3 separate regions of the Mus musculus genome follow, and regions 1 and 2 are each linked to region 3. Evidence: chromatin contacts called from public HiChIP or PLAC-seq data. All regions are on one chromosome and are shown on one strand. The core of a region is the stretch at or near the end of the contact, and the rest is flanking DNA. Distances in the headings are between cores, read along the strand shown. Region 1 has its middle 54 kb from the start of Gm4668. Region 2 has its middle 64 kb from the start of D730003K21Rik. Region 3 has its middle 27 kb from the start of Gm31559.

Region 1 (3,985 bases), core at 1,219-3,718, 120 kb before region 3:
GAGCCAATCCCTTCTGGCTGCTGTTTATGAGAAAGGACGTAGCTTCAGAATGACGACTTTCATTTTTGGAATCGCTGATACAAGCCAGGTTCCTTACCACAGCGATCTTGCAATGCGTGGACTTTCTCTGTTTATACAAGCTCGGGAAGTGAATGGCCTGCACGGCACAGTCGGTGCGAGATCTGTGAAGGTGGCATTTAAACCTGATGACATCCCATTACCCACATTGCCACATTAGCAGTGTGCAGAAAGGGCCATTCCAGTTCCTCTCTGTGTCTTCTGAGGTGTGAGGAGCTGGTAGCTCCAAGGTCACCACCCTCAATTCTAAACGATTCATTGGCGAGTCTTCCTATCAGAAGGGCTATTGCGAAGGGCACAGGCAAGAGTCTGGCTCCCGAGGAGAGTGTAGTCTCGTGTGGCCAAGGATGATCTTGAACTGCTCTTCCTGCTTCTACCCACCTGAGTGCTGGGATTACAGTGTAGGGCGATGGAATACAGGCTCCATACACACTAGCCTTGCGGTATGACACACACCCCTGGTGCACACACAGTGTGGCTAGGTACGATGAAGCTCTCAGACATAGGTTTTAGCTTGCTGCAGCTACTTGGCAATGCTTTGACATGAGACTCTTGGTAGGAATGTTAAGGACAGCCTCTTGGTGCCATTCTCCTGCTTTGCCTGTGGTTAGGAATGTGGTTGGTCTCAAATCCTGAGAATTAGACTATTTCACAAAGCTCCTTGGAAATGAAGGGGAGTCAGGTGGAGGTAGAATGTGAAGGCTGCTAGACGTTCCCAGAACCTTCCCAGAAAGAGCTCATGCCTTCGGAATGTGCAGCTGATGAAGGTCAGAGGGAACAGTTCACAGACACCAGAGGGCTGTAGCCTCACCCCTGTCTCTGTATGTTTCTTTCCACAGCTGTCTCATATACCACTGCTCACAGCTCAGACTTGATCTCCAGACACACCCATCTGGAGTAGGTGGGTAAGTGGGTCAGCTTGACCCAGAAGTGGCTAGTTTATGTCCTTACTCCCTGGCTGGCTAGTTTTCAGTTTTTGTCAACTTGACACAAATCTAGACTTATCTGGGAAGAGGAAACTTCACTTGAGGAGCGACCTCCATCAGGCTGCAGGCAAGCCTTGTGGGTTGTTTTCTTGATTAATGGTGGATGTGGGAGGGCCCAGCCCACTGTGGGTGGGGCCACTCTGAGTGGGTGGTCCTGGGTGGTATAAGAAAGCAGGATGAACAAACCATGAGGACCAAACCACACCCCTCCATGGCTTTTCCTTCAGTTTCTGCCTTGAGTTTGTGCTCTGACAACCCTTCTTGATGGACAATGGGCATAAGGCAAAAAAGAAATACTCCCCTTCTCTAAGCTGTTTTCAGCCATTGTGCTTACTGCAGCAATAAGAACCTAACTAGGACACTCCCTCCATCCCCACCTGGAGCATCCTTAGAGTAATGATTGACCAGTGTAGGTCTTGAATTGAAAAGTCTTGCTTCAATCACCTTACTGCAGGTCAGACTTGGATGTATGATTGCCTTTCTAAGTCTCTGAGCTGTCTTGTACATCCTAGGCCTGTCTGCCTAGGGACAGTGCCACCCACAGTGGGCTGGGATTTCCTACATCAATTAGCAATCAGGCCAATCCCCCACAAACATGCCCACAGGCCAGTCTGATCTAGGTATCTCCTCAGTTGCAGCTTCCTTCTCAGATGACCCTTGGTCATATCAAGTTGAAAATTAGCCCTGGCTAGGACACGTATGTGTATAAAGACGCCCATCTCAGACTCTACCTTGAAGGAGCCCAACCAGAAACAGGACTAATTTTCCCCTCCTGCCATGTGAGTCCCGGGGATTGGAATCATGTTCTTAGACTTTGCCTTAGCAGCTTGTGCTTCTGCCTGCTGAGCCATCTTCCCACTCCCCGACCCCACCCGAAGACTTTAGCATCTCTAGTCATCCTCTCAGTATTCCCTCAGTATCTTACATTGTCCTAAGTTCAGAAGGAACAGCTAGAATAGGCAGCCTCTAAAGCTTGGCCCTCCTGGAGCAGGTGATACAGTACAGGAGACCGAGAAGTCAAAGCCCAAAGCCTTTGAGGTGAGATCAAAGGGTCAGAGAGTTTTGGGAGGAAACCGAGGCTCCTCAGGAATGGAGTCTTTCAGCCTGCGTGGTGGTGAAAACAAAGAGACTTCTCTAGAACTCCACAAAGAAGCCAGAACTTGAAGGTCATTGGGAGAAGATGGAGGAAAGATGGGGTGGGAGACAGAAGGGTAAAGAGAGGAAAGGAGACAGAGAAGTGTGTGTGTGTGTAGGGGGGTGACTTTTGCACCAGGAATAAATAATGCCTATTCGAGACTGGGACTCACCAGAGAGCAGCAGGGGATTTCTCCCAAAGCCACAGGAAGTCAAGAACTAGCTGAGTGCAGAGGCAGGGGACGGCTAGCCAGATGAACAGATCATTCTGAAAGTCAAGTTTAGGAACTTGGGTTTTACCCTCTGAGCAGTGTAAGTGCCTAGCCTGAGCAGTGTGTGCATTTCAGAAAGGTCCACTTTGCTTTCTCATGGAGAGAAGTGCGGAGGTAGAAAAGTAAGTTAGAAGGTTCTTTGGATAAGCAGGGGTGTCTTAGTGTGGAGAGAGAGCTAGTGCCTGGCCAGAATCAACGGCACAGAGATCTTAGGCATTCTGGTGTTGGGGGAGTTTGCAATGAGGGCTTGTTCCGAGAGTCATGTCTCTTTTACATCCTTTTGCTTCTGTCTCTTGAGGGCTAGGGTTATAGAAATCCTACCTGGCTAAGATATAGTGATCTTTTAGAAGGTTAGATAGCCAGGTTTGGGTGATTTGCTGATGGAAAAGAGAGGGAGAAGGGATGGGCACTGCAGAGTCCAGGGACCCTGAGGCTCTCAGCCAGATGGTGAGACCACTCACTAGTGTGGAAACTCCAGAGCAGGTTTCACTTCAGAAGAAACACTGTGAGGCTTCTGGGTTCCTGGAATATTCCAAAGGGAAATTATACGTATGCTGCTTGAACACTAAGAGAGAATTGGCGGGAACTGAGCTCTCAGCAGATCTTCCAGAACAGCCTGGGCTAAGTCTTTACAGGGAACGTGCTGGAGGTGGATATTATCATATTAAAAGGTAGGACTTGCTGAATGTTTCCAGTTTTCCATCTATCTGCTAAGAATTTCCTATCTCTTAAGCCTCCAGTAGTCCAGTGCCAACTTAATTGATTCTGTAATGAGCTCAGAGCTTACTGCTGGATGTGTCCATGGCGTCACTTCCAGGAAGGACTCATCAAAGAGACAAGGCATGACCTGGCAGTGAAAGATCTAGAGTCCTGGGAGATGAGCAGGGCTGCCCACCTGTCTTCAGTCCTCCATTCTAGTGCCACTGTTCCCTGATACTGGAGTCCAGCTTCTCCAGCCTTCCAATGTGGACTGGAGACCAGTGGCTCAAGGAATCCCTCAAACCTCCAATCATGTTGGGACCCCCGAGGCATCAAGCTTCCTTGACCGGGAAACCTTCCAGTTCTCAGCCTTCCTGGCACACAAATGGCCAGTGTGACGCTCCTCTCCTGCAGGCCAGTCGGTTATCTATTCAGTCTCCTGGTTCAGTTCTTCTGGAGGACAAGGCAGGACCTAACTTCCCCTCCCTGCAAGATGGCTCATCAGGGAAAGGTACTGGTGAAATCTATGGCTTAAATTCAGTTCCTCGGATGCATATGGTGAAAGGAAAGAACTGATTCCTGAAAGTTGCCCCCTAACCTCCATGTTTGTGTGTTGCACACACACACATACTGACATACAATAAATCGTTAAGTTCCTCTTATGGTAGAGATAAGGAATGCATGGGCAGAGGCTAAGTAGCTTGCTGAGTTGACACAGTCAGGAAGGGGTGGGACTTGGGTCCTCTGTCATTCTTGGCTCTCAGCCACCTGTATTCCCAGAATACAGACTCTGAAACACCTCTGCTTCCAAAACCT
Region 2 (3,743 bases), core at 1,091-3,590, 100 kb before region 3:
GATTGTCTTGATTTTATTACTTGATGTGGGAGGAGCCACCCCACTACGGGCAACATGTTTCCTGGGTTTGAGTCCTTGACTGTGTAAGAGTAGAGAAGTGGGTTTGCAAGTTGGCTCAGTTGTTAAAGGTGTTTGTCACTAGGCCTGGGCCTGAGTTTGAGACCCAGGATTCACATGGTGAAAGAGAACCGACCTCTATAAGTGACCCTCTGGCCTCTATACCTATGTACTGCATGTGTGTGCCCACAGACACACACAGAAATAAACAAATGCATTAAGAAATGGCATGGAGGAAGTGAGCTGGGTAGCAAGCACCCATTCACTCATTTCTCTCAGAAGACTCTGGTTATGAAGAGCTGCTTCAGGTTCCTGCCTTGACTTCCCCACACTGTCAGTCTGCAACTTGGAACTGTGTCTGAGCAAACCCTTTCCCCATGAAGTTGCTTTTCATCAGGGCTTTTTTTTATCCCAGCAACAGAAAGGTCACTACTGAGGGGTGCAACGTGATGCCTCACTTCTCATACCCAGACATGAGATACGCTGAGGTACGGTGACAGAGCCAGATACTCTGAGGTACGGTGACAGAGCCATGCTTGTCTTTCTCTGCATTAGTTCTTTGGGGATTCTCTGGAGTATCTCTCAGTCTTCACAAACTATATGGTGTAATCCTTAACTAGCATATCAGGTCTATGAGGAACAATAAAATGCAGACATCCCTCCTTCTTCTGCCCTCCTCTCCCATCTCCCCTCCTCTCCCACCCTCTCTGCTACCCCAGCCCCCTACTACCTCACATCATGCACTGTACCATGTCTTATACCATCCCACATCCTCCACTCACTGACCCCTCTACTGTCACAGCTCCCTGTTAGACGATCTCTCCTAGCCTCCCATGTCACCCACTGTCTACTTCCAGCTAGTCTCTCCCCACACCCCCATTTCACAGATGAGAAACTACGGCTCAGGAAAGGTAGCCAAGTTTATCCAAATTTAAGCGTTGAGGCTAGAAATCTAACCTGTGCTAAGCCCAAACTGGAGCCAGTTCACTTGTGCCAAAGTAATAGAAAAATGTGGGCAGATGACTGGACAGGAGCAGCAGCAACAGCAACAGCAGCAGCAGCAGTAGCAGGCAAACCTCCTGAGTTTAAAGCAGAATGTGGTGGCGTGGTCCTGTAAGCTCAGCCTTGGGAGGAAGAGGCAAGAGAATCAGGATGCAAGAGTCGTCTGTCCATAAGTCCAGGCCACTGTGGGCTATGTGAGATGCTGGGGAGGGAGAGAGAGAGAGAGGGAAGAAAGGGGGGGATACAGGAAGGGAGGGAAGGAAAGAGGGAGAGACAGAGAGAGGGAGACAGAGAAAGAAAGCAGAGAGCAGGAAGGAAAAGGGAAAGAAAATGGAAAGGGAAGCCACCACCCAGCTCTGGGTTATCTTGGGCTACAGAGCAGTCTCCATCTCAGACAGAAGGAAAAAAGTACAAGAAAAACAGTTAAGTGAAGCAAACCCATCTACAGGAGAGTCGGTTTCACCTGTACGGGTCATTTACTTTTAAAGTTTATTTTGTGCCCTGAACAAATCACTCCACTTTCTAATTTTTCCTTATCTTGTTTTTAGCTCCTTTTAAAACATCATCATTAGTTTTTTCATAATAATAATAACAACATCATAGTTATTATTATTATCACTATCATCATTATTATTATTTAATACAGTTTCACTACATAGCCTTGGCCACCCTGAAACTTACTATGCAGATCTGTAGATCAGGATGGCCTCAAACTCACAGAGATCTGCCCACCTGCGCCAAGTTTTCCTTACATGTTTCAGGCTAACCTGGAACTGATCACTGTATAGCCCAGGCTATCCTCAAACTCACAGCAATTCTCATATCTCATCCTCTCTGATTCTGGGATGGCAGGCAAGCACCACCATGGCCTGATTTCTTCTTTTTCCTTTCTCTGTAGTAACTCTGCTACTGTAGGGGTCTCTCAACCTTCAACATCACACCAGATAACACAGCAATCAGGTGCCTCATATAAAGGTAGAATGATGTTTTTCTTCTCCAGTGACAGCACCACATGGCTTCCCCGCTCAGAGGATACTGCTCTGCTGAGCTTCCCCACGCTCCATCTGACCTTTGTATCTTCTTGTGTGGTTTATGGATCTTTTTGGCTAATACCTTCTCTGGAGAATAAATGCATGTAGCATCCATATGCACTGGGGTGTATGTGGTGGGTGGGGAGTGTAACGCCCACACATACTGCCTGCAGGGTGTAGACCTGTGAAACGTATCTCATTCTCAGATCCACCCAGGTTACCTGATTGCTCATAAAGCCCTGATACCAGAGCAGGAGAAACCCACAGCCGTCCGCCTCTGAGACTTTTGTGGTTTGAGCTGAGTTGAGCTCAGTGTCTCCTTTGAGTCTCGTAAGAAACATCTTATAAACTTTTAAATTATGCTCCAGGGAGCCCAGCACAGGCGGGGGCTGCTAGAGAGCTGCTCAGATTTGCGAAGCCTGAGGGGTACAGAGGATGGGGCCCTTTCTGATAACCAGTAGTGGCTAAAGCCAGGAATAGAAGTTGAGTCAGAAAACAAGCTCTGAGTTCTCTCTCTGGCCTTGGGTGGAGATGAGATTTGCTAAAGTGCAGAAAAGATTATAAGACTCCTAATAGGATAAAAACTTCCAGGTAAAAAACCAGCTATACCACTATTCCTGCTTAAAGATATAGATGGGCCTGTCAATCACCTGTTCGGAAAGATCTCTCTCAGGAAGTTTTCTGTCTGAGAGACTTTAAGAGATAATACATTGCCAACCTATCACAATGTAGGTTTGCTCAATGATCTCTTGGGTTCCTGGCCACTCTTCCCTTTGAGTGGGCTTCTCCCTGCCTGCTGGCTGCTCTCATCCCTTCACGCTAATCCACCTTACTCTATGATACACCCTATCTTCTGCATTAATCTCCATGTCTCCTTTGAATTCTTCCTGTGGAGCTCATGGAGTAGAGGGGGGGCAGAGTGGGAGGTCTTAAGGAGGATTCCAGTAAAAGGCAGCGGTGTTTTCAGATATTAGGGTTCATGGGAACCACCTATGAGAGAAAGTTCCTAGAAAGCATGGCAGCATGGCCTTCTAGAATCTTCTAGAGAGCTGATTAACTGATCGGAACATCGATGACCCTGGAGAGGTTTAAAAGTTGAAAGTCCAGAGCTTTATGACAATTTATCATGGGCTATCTCTAGCTATCTCAACAGCCACTCCCTGCCCATCTCTATTTCTGACCTAGCATTCTCTTTTGGAATGTGTGGACTGACCACCAGTTTCTTTTCACCAACCCCAGGCTGAGGGCATCATCGGATAGAGTCTGAGGCCTACGGTAGGAATTCCTCCACGTTACTGTCATTGCCAACCTGATGCCGCCACTGATGTATGTGAGCTGTAAAGTGTTTAAGACAGCACAAAGAACGAGAAAGCCTTTTCCTCCTGGAACATCCGGAGAGTAGGAAGGTCAGCAGCAGAGAGGGTGTTTTCTCTGTCTCTCTGAACAAGCAGACATTCATCACAGCATCTGGCTTCTGAGTCTTCATTTGGTAAATCAAACATTTGGTATTTCGGTTTTTAAAAAATCCCACCCCACCCCCCTTTTCTCTGCCCTCATGGCTCTCCTCCTGTCTGTCTGCCTGTCTACATGTCCACACGACTGCCACCACCCCTTCCTATGTCCTCACTCCTTTCCCTTCCCCCAATAAACCTC
Region 3 (3,741 bases), core at 900-3,399:
AAGCCTACCCATAATTCCAGCACACAGGAGGCAGAGATAAGGGTTCGCCTGGAACAAAGCAGCTGTCTAGACTACGAGAACTCTAGGTTCAGAAAGAGCTCGTGCCTCAATACATGAGGTGGAGTCTCATCAAGGAAAACACCCAGTGTCAACCTCTGACTTCATATATATAACACTTTCATATATATGCATGCAAACACAAACATACAAACACATCACACATATATGCACCACACACGCACACGCACACGCACACGCATGCGCACAAGCAAAGAAAACTTGATTAAAGGGGATGGGGGGGGGAGAGAGGCTAGAAAGATGACTCAGCAGTTAGGGGAACCTGCTGCTCTTGCAAAAAAAAAAAAAAAAACCCACCAAGGTTGGCTTCCTAGCATCCACGTGGTCTCTCATAGTCACCCGTAACTTTAGCTTCAGGAGATCCCACACCCTCTGCTAAGGACACCAGGTGTGTACAGTGTACACACATATAACTAGTCAAAATACCCATACACATTTTAAAAAACAATCTAAGAGAATATGGTGCCAAGAATTACAGATTTCCCTATGTGCATGCTGCAGAGCTGTGTGTGTGCATGCATCTGTGTATGTATGTATGTATGTATGTATGTATGTATGTGTGTGTGTGAGCATGTGTGCTTGTGTGTACATGCGTGTATGTGCTGCAGAGCTGTGTGTGTGTGTGCACGTGCACATGTGTATGTGTGAGCATGTGTGCATGTGTATACACGCATGTGTGTGCTGCAGAGCTTTATGAAGATCAGAAGACAACTTGCAGAAGGCTGTTCTCTTACCACGTGAGTCCCAGAAGTGGTGCGCCAGTTGACAGGCTTGGTGGTGTTCGGGTTCCCTCAAACCTTGACCTTTTACACTTTGAAAATCTTCTTTCCCATGAAATCCCAGGATCCTCCACAGAAAGCTCACTCCTCCCCTTCCCATCAGCCTTCCCATGTCTGCCAGTGCCTGCAAATCTCAGTGCTAGTCAATAGCTATGATTCACAGTGCTGCCAAGCACAAGGGCATTTATCAGTCTGCAGAGTTAATCAGTGCTATTCGATCCTTCGCTTAGGGAGCAAAGTTAGAGTTAGAAAACCTAGAGGGAACCAGGAGGTCTCAGGAGCAGCTGGATCTAGAAACAAACGGAGGTGAGCACAGGAGTTCAGGCTCCTGGTGCTCTGCGCTTTCTCGGGAGCTGCCTTATTTCAGAGAGCATCTTCCTGACATGCAGGCACAGATGGGCTCCTGGCTCAGAGAGCGCGAGGCTGCAGGGGGTAGGCAGTGAGAGCTGCGGAATATTAATTGGATAAGGACACGTAGAATCAATACTGATATAAGAAAGTAAATAGAACTTTGATTTATGCAATTATTATTTTTTCAGAATCTATTTGCAGCCTAATTGCCTGTGACACTAAGGCTGGAATACAAAGTACCAGCCCCACATCTGTGACCTTTGCATTGAGTGCTGTTGTCGTCACTGTTGTCTTCCTCTCCTCCTTCTCCTTCTTCTTCTCTCTCTCCCCGCTTCTCCCTATCCCTTGTATGTGTAATAAACTTTCTCATTCTGTGTAAAAATTCTCCCAACACCATGTGTGCCCTGTAACCCAGCTCAGACGGTCAGGTTTGGCAGCAAGTGGTTTACCCTTTGAGCTATCTCCCTACTTTTGATGACTCTAGTTTGAGCTGTACATCTGGCTCACCCCACTGGGAATCAGCATGTAAGAGGGGCAGCCATCAGAGTCCCTTGTCTTTGTGTGTCCTGACTTGATCAGCTCATTGGCTGACTACATGTAAAATGGAGTCAAGTGTTTATGCTCTGTGTTATTGGGGACATGGTACAATGTACTTGTATTCCTGATAAAGTGCCAAACTACAGCTGAGTTGAAATGACTACTCCTTCTTCCTCCCTCTCTCCCCCTTCTTTCTTCTTTCCGTCCCTTGTTCATAACCTCTCTTTCCCTTCCTTCCTCTGGGTGACTTTTCTTTGATTCTATGTCCCTCAGACATCCTCACTGGCTCCGCATCCTTCCCAGTTCCCATTTTTGAACTATGCCCGCTTTGAGTGTCTGCAGAGTGGCTTCTGCAGTCGCTGTTCTAGGGGCTGTCCGGAGCTTTCCTTCGTGCAAACCACAGCAGCTGCAGTTGGTGACGCAGACACACAGGAAGCCACGCTGCCACTTCCTCTGCTCCCTTTCCTCTTTGTCTCCATTCTCTGACGATTCTTGCAACTTTTTTACAGGAAATGCAACCAGGAAAACAGACTGAATATAAAAAAGTATTTCCAGCAAAAGGTCTCACCTCCAAAAACCATAAAGTTTGAGGCGGCCTTAGAGACCATGTTAGCAAGCCAATTAGTTTGAAACTGAAGGAGAAAGAATGTGAAAGAAGAAAAATAATCTCAGTTGGTATTTCCTCTGTATCTTCCTTCAATTCATTGTTACCTTTTTTTTTTTTTTTTTCTTTTTAGCTTTTTGAGACAGGGTTTCTCTGTATAGCCCTAGCTGTCCTGGAACTCACTTTGTAGACCAGGCTGGCCTCCAACTCAGAAATCTGCCTGCCTCTGCCTCCCAAGTGCTGGGTTTAAGGGCGTGCACCACCACCGCCCGGCCATTGTTACCTTTTGATGTAAATACTGTTACTCAGTATGGGAGGTTCGGAGACCGAGGGCCAGCGATGTCATCATCCTGTGCCATGTGCCAGTGCTCACTCAGAAGCCATGCTCGACCTACTGCTACAGTGAGGTTTCTTTCCTTGTAATAAGAGAGCTGGGTAGAGGCAACCCAGCACTCCCACTAGAGAAGGCTTCTGAGGAAGAGCTTTAGGAATTGGAATGAAATCTGAGATTGCATGGAGGAGTTAACTCCCAGGTAATAGGCTGGATTCTCCTTTACGCAGGCTTTCCTCTTTAATGGTCTGATTTGGTGAAATGAACTCCACATATGATTAAGGAACACTACTTTGTCTACCTTCCTCTTCAAAATACAAAACAGAGACGAAACCTTTTGCAAGGGGCCCAGTGAGATGCTGGCAACCAGGACAATGCAAGATGCCTTCTAATGGAAAAATGGGAAAGCCCTTCTGCATTCTGAGGTGTGTGTTACTTCTCATGGTTATGTCTCTGTTTCTCTTTCTTCCTTTCTTCCTTTCTTCCTTTCTTCCTTTCTTCCTTTCTTCCTTCCTTTCTTTCTTTCTTTCTTTCTTTCTTTCTTTCTTTCTTTCTTTCTTTCTTTCTTTCTTTCTTCCTTCCTTCCTTCCTTCCTTCCTTCCTTCCTTCCTTCCTTCCTTCCTTCCTTTCTTTCTTTCTTTCTTTCTTTCTTTCTTTCTTTCTTTCTTTCTTTCTTTCTTTCTTTCTCTTTCTTATTTCCTTATGAGGGAAGCGTGTCACATGTTCCAGGCCAGGGAGCAGGAAGCTGCCCACCTTCTCAGGTGTGTACCCTGAGTTTCTGGGGACTTGGACCTGCTCTACCTACCAAGCTTCCTGGCATGGTCCACCATCCCACACTCTCTCCTCTCCTCCTCCTCCATTCCCTCCTCCCTGTCCTCTCTCTCCTCCTTCCTTCTCTCCTCCCTGTCCTCTCTTCTCTACTACTTCCTTCTCCCTGTCCTCTCTCCTCTCCTCCTCATCCATTCCCTTCTCCCTGTCCTTTCTCCCACTTCCTCCTCTCCGGCTCCTCCCATCCCTTTGAAAGCTCACTCTGCCCTCCAGAATCTCACACCTTTCTATCA

What was found. HiChIP or PLAC-seq counts read pairs in DNA pulled down with a chosen protein or histone mark.
Region 1: a CTCF HiChIP or PLAC-seq map of CD8 T cells shows a contact between it and region 3, with 6 read pairs. The contact joins two enhancer-like sites. A contact is called at or near these places in 1 of 15 datasets of contacts at CTCF or cohesin (CD8 T cells), 4 of 484 Hi-C or Micro-C datasets (Th1 cells, embryonic fibroblasts, germinal center B cells and 1 more) and 4 of 115 datasets of contacts at active chromatin or transcription factors (double positive thymocytes, memory CD8 T cells, microglia and 1 more).
Region 2: a contact with region 3 is called in a BATF HiChIP or PLAC-seq map of CD8 T cells, with 9 read pairs. The contact joins two enhancer-like sites. A contact is called at or near these places in 2 of 15 datasets of contacts at CTCF or cohesin (CD8 T cells and the NIH/3T3 cell line), 1 of 484 Hi-C or Micro-C datasets (regulatory T cells) and 2 of 115 datasets of contacts at active chromatin or transcription factors (CD8 T cells and regulatory T cell precursor).

Annotation. Positions count from the first base shown.
Region 1 is chr9:116,241,458-116,245,442 of GRCm38.p6, forward strand. No RefSeq gene overlaps it. Among named protein-coding and RNA genes, the nearest start is that of Gm4668, 54 kb to the left of the region's middle. RefSeq lists an enhancer at 608-1,767. Within about 2 kb of position 2,469, at least 45 of the 459 cell types and tissues checked have an H3K27ac peak or open chromatin away from gene starts, as enhancers often do. A contact at or near this core is called in CD8 T cells, Th1 cells, memory CD8 T cells and 2 more, where this site is marked.
Region 2 is chr9:116,261,686-116,265,428 of GRCm38.p6, forward strand. No RefSeq gene overlaps it. Among named protein-coding and RNA genes, the nearest start is that of D730003K21Rik, 64 kb to the right of the region's middle. Within about 2 kb of position 2,341, at least 18 of the 459 cell types and tissues checked have an H3K27ac peak or open chromatin away from gene starts, as enhancers often do. A contact at or near this core is called in CD8 T cells, regulatory T cells and regulatory T cell precursor, where this site is marked.
Region 3 is chr9:116,364,227-116,367,967 of GRCm38.p6, forward strand. No RefSeq gene overlaps it. Among named protein-coding and RNA genes, the nearest start is that of Gm31559, 27 kb to the right of the region's middle. Within about 2 kb of position 2,150, at least 116 of the 459 cell types and tissues checked have an H3K27ac peak or open chromatin away from gene starts, as enhancers often do. A contact at or near this core is called in CD8 T cells, Th1 cells, memory CD8 T cells and 3 more, where this site is marked.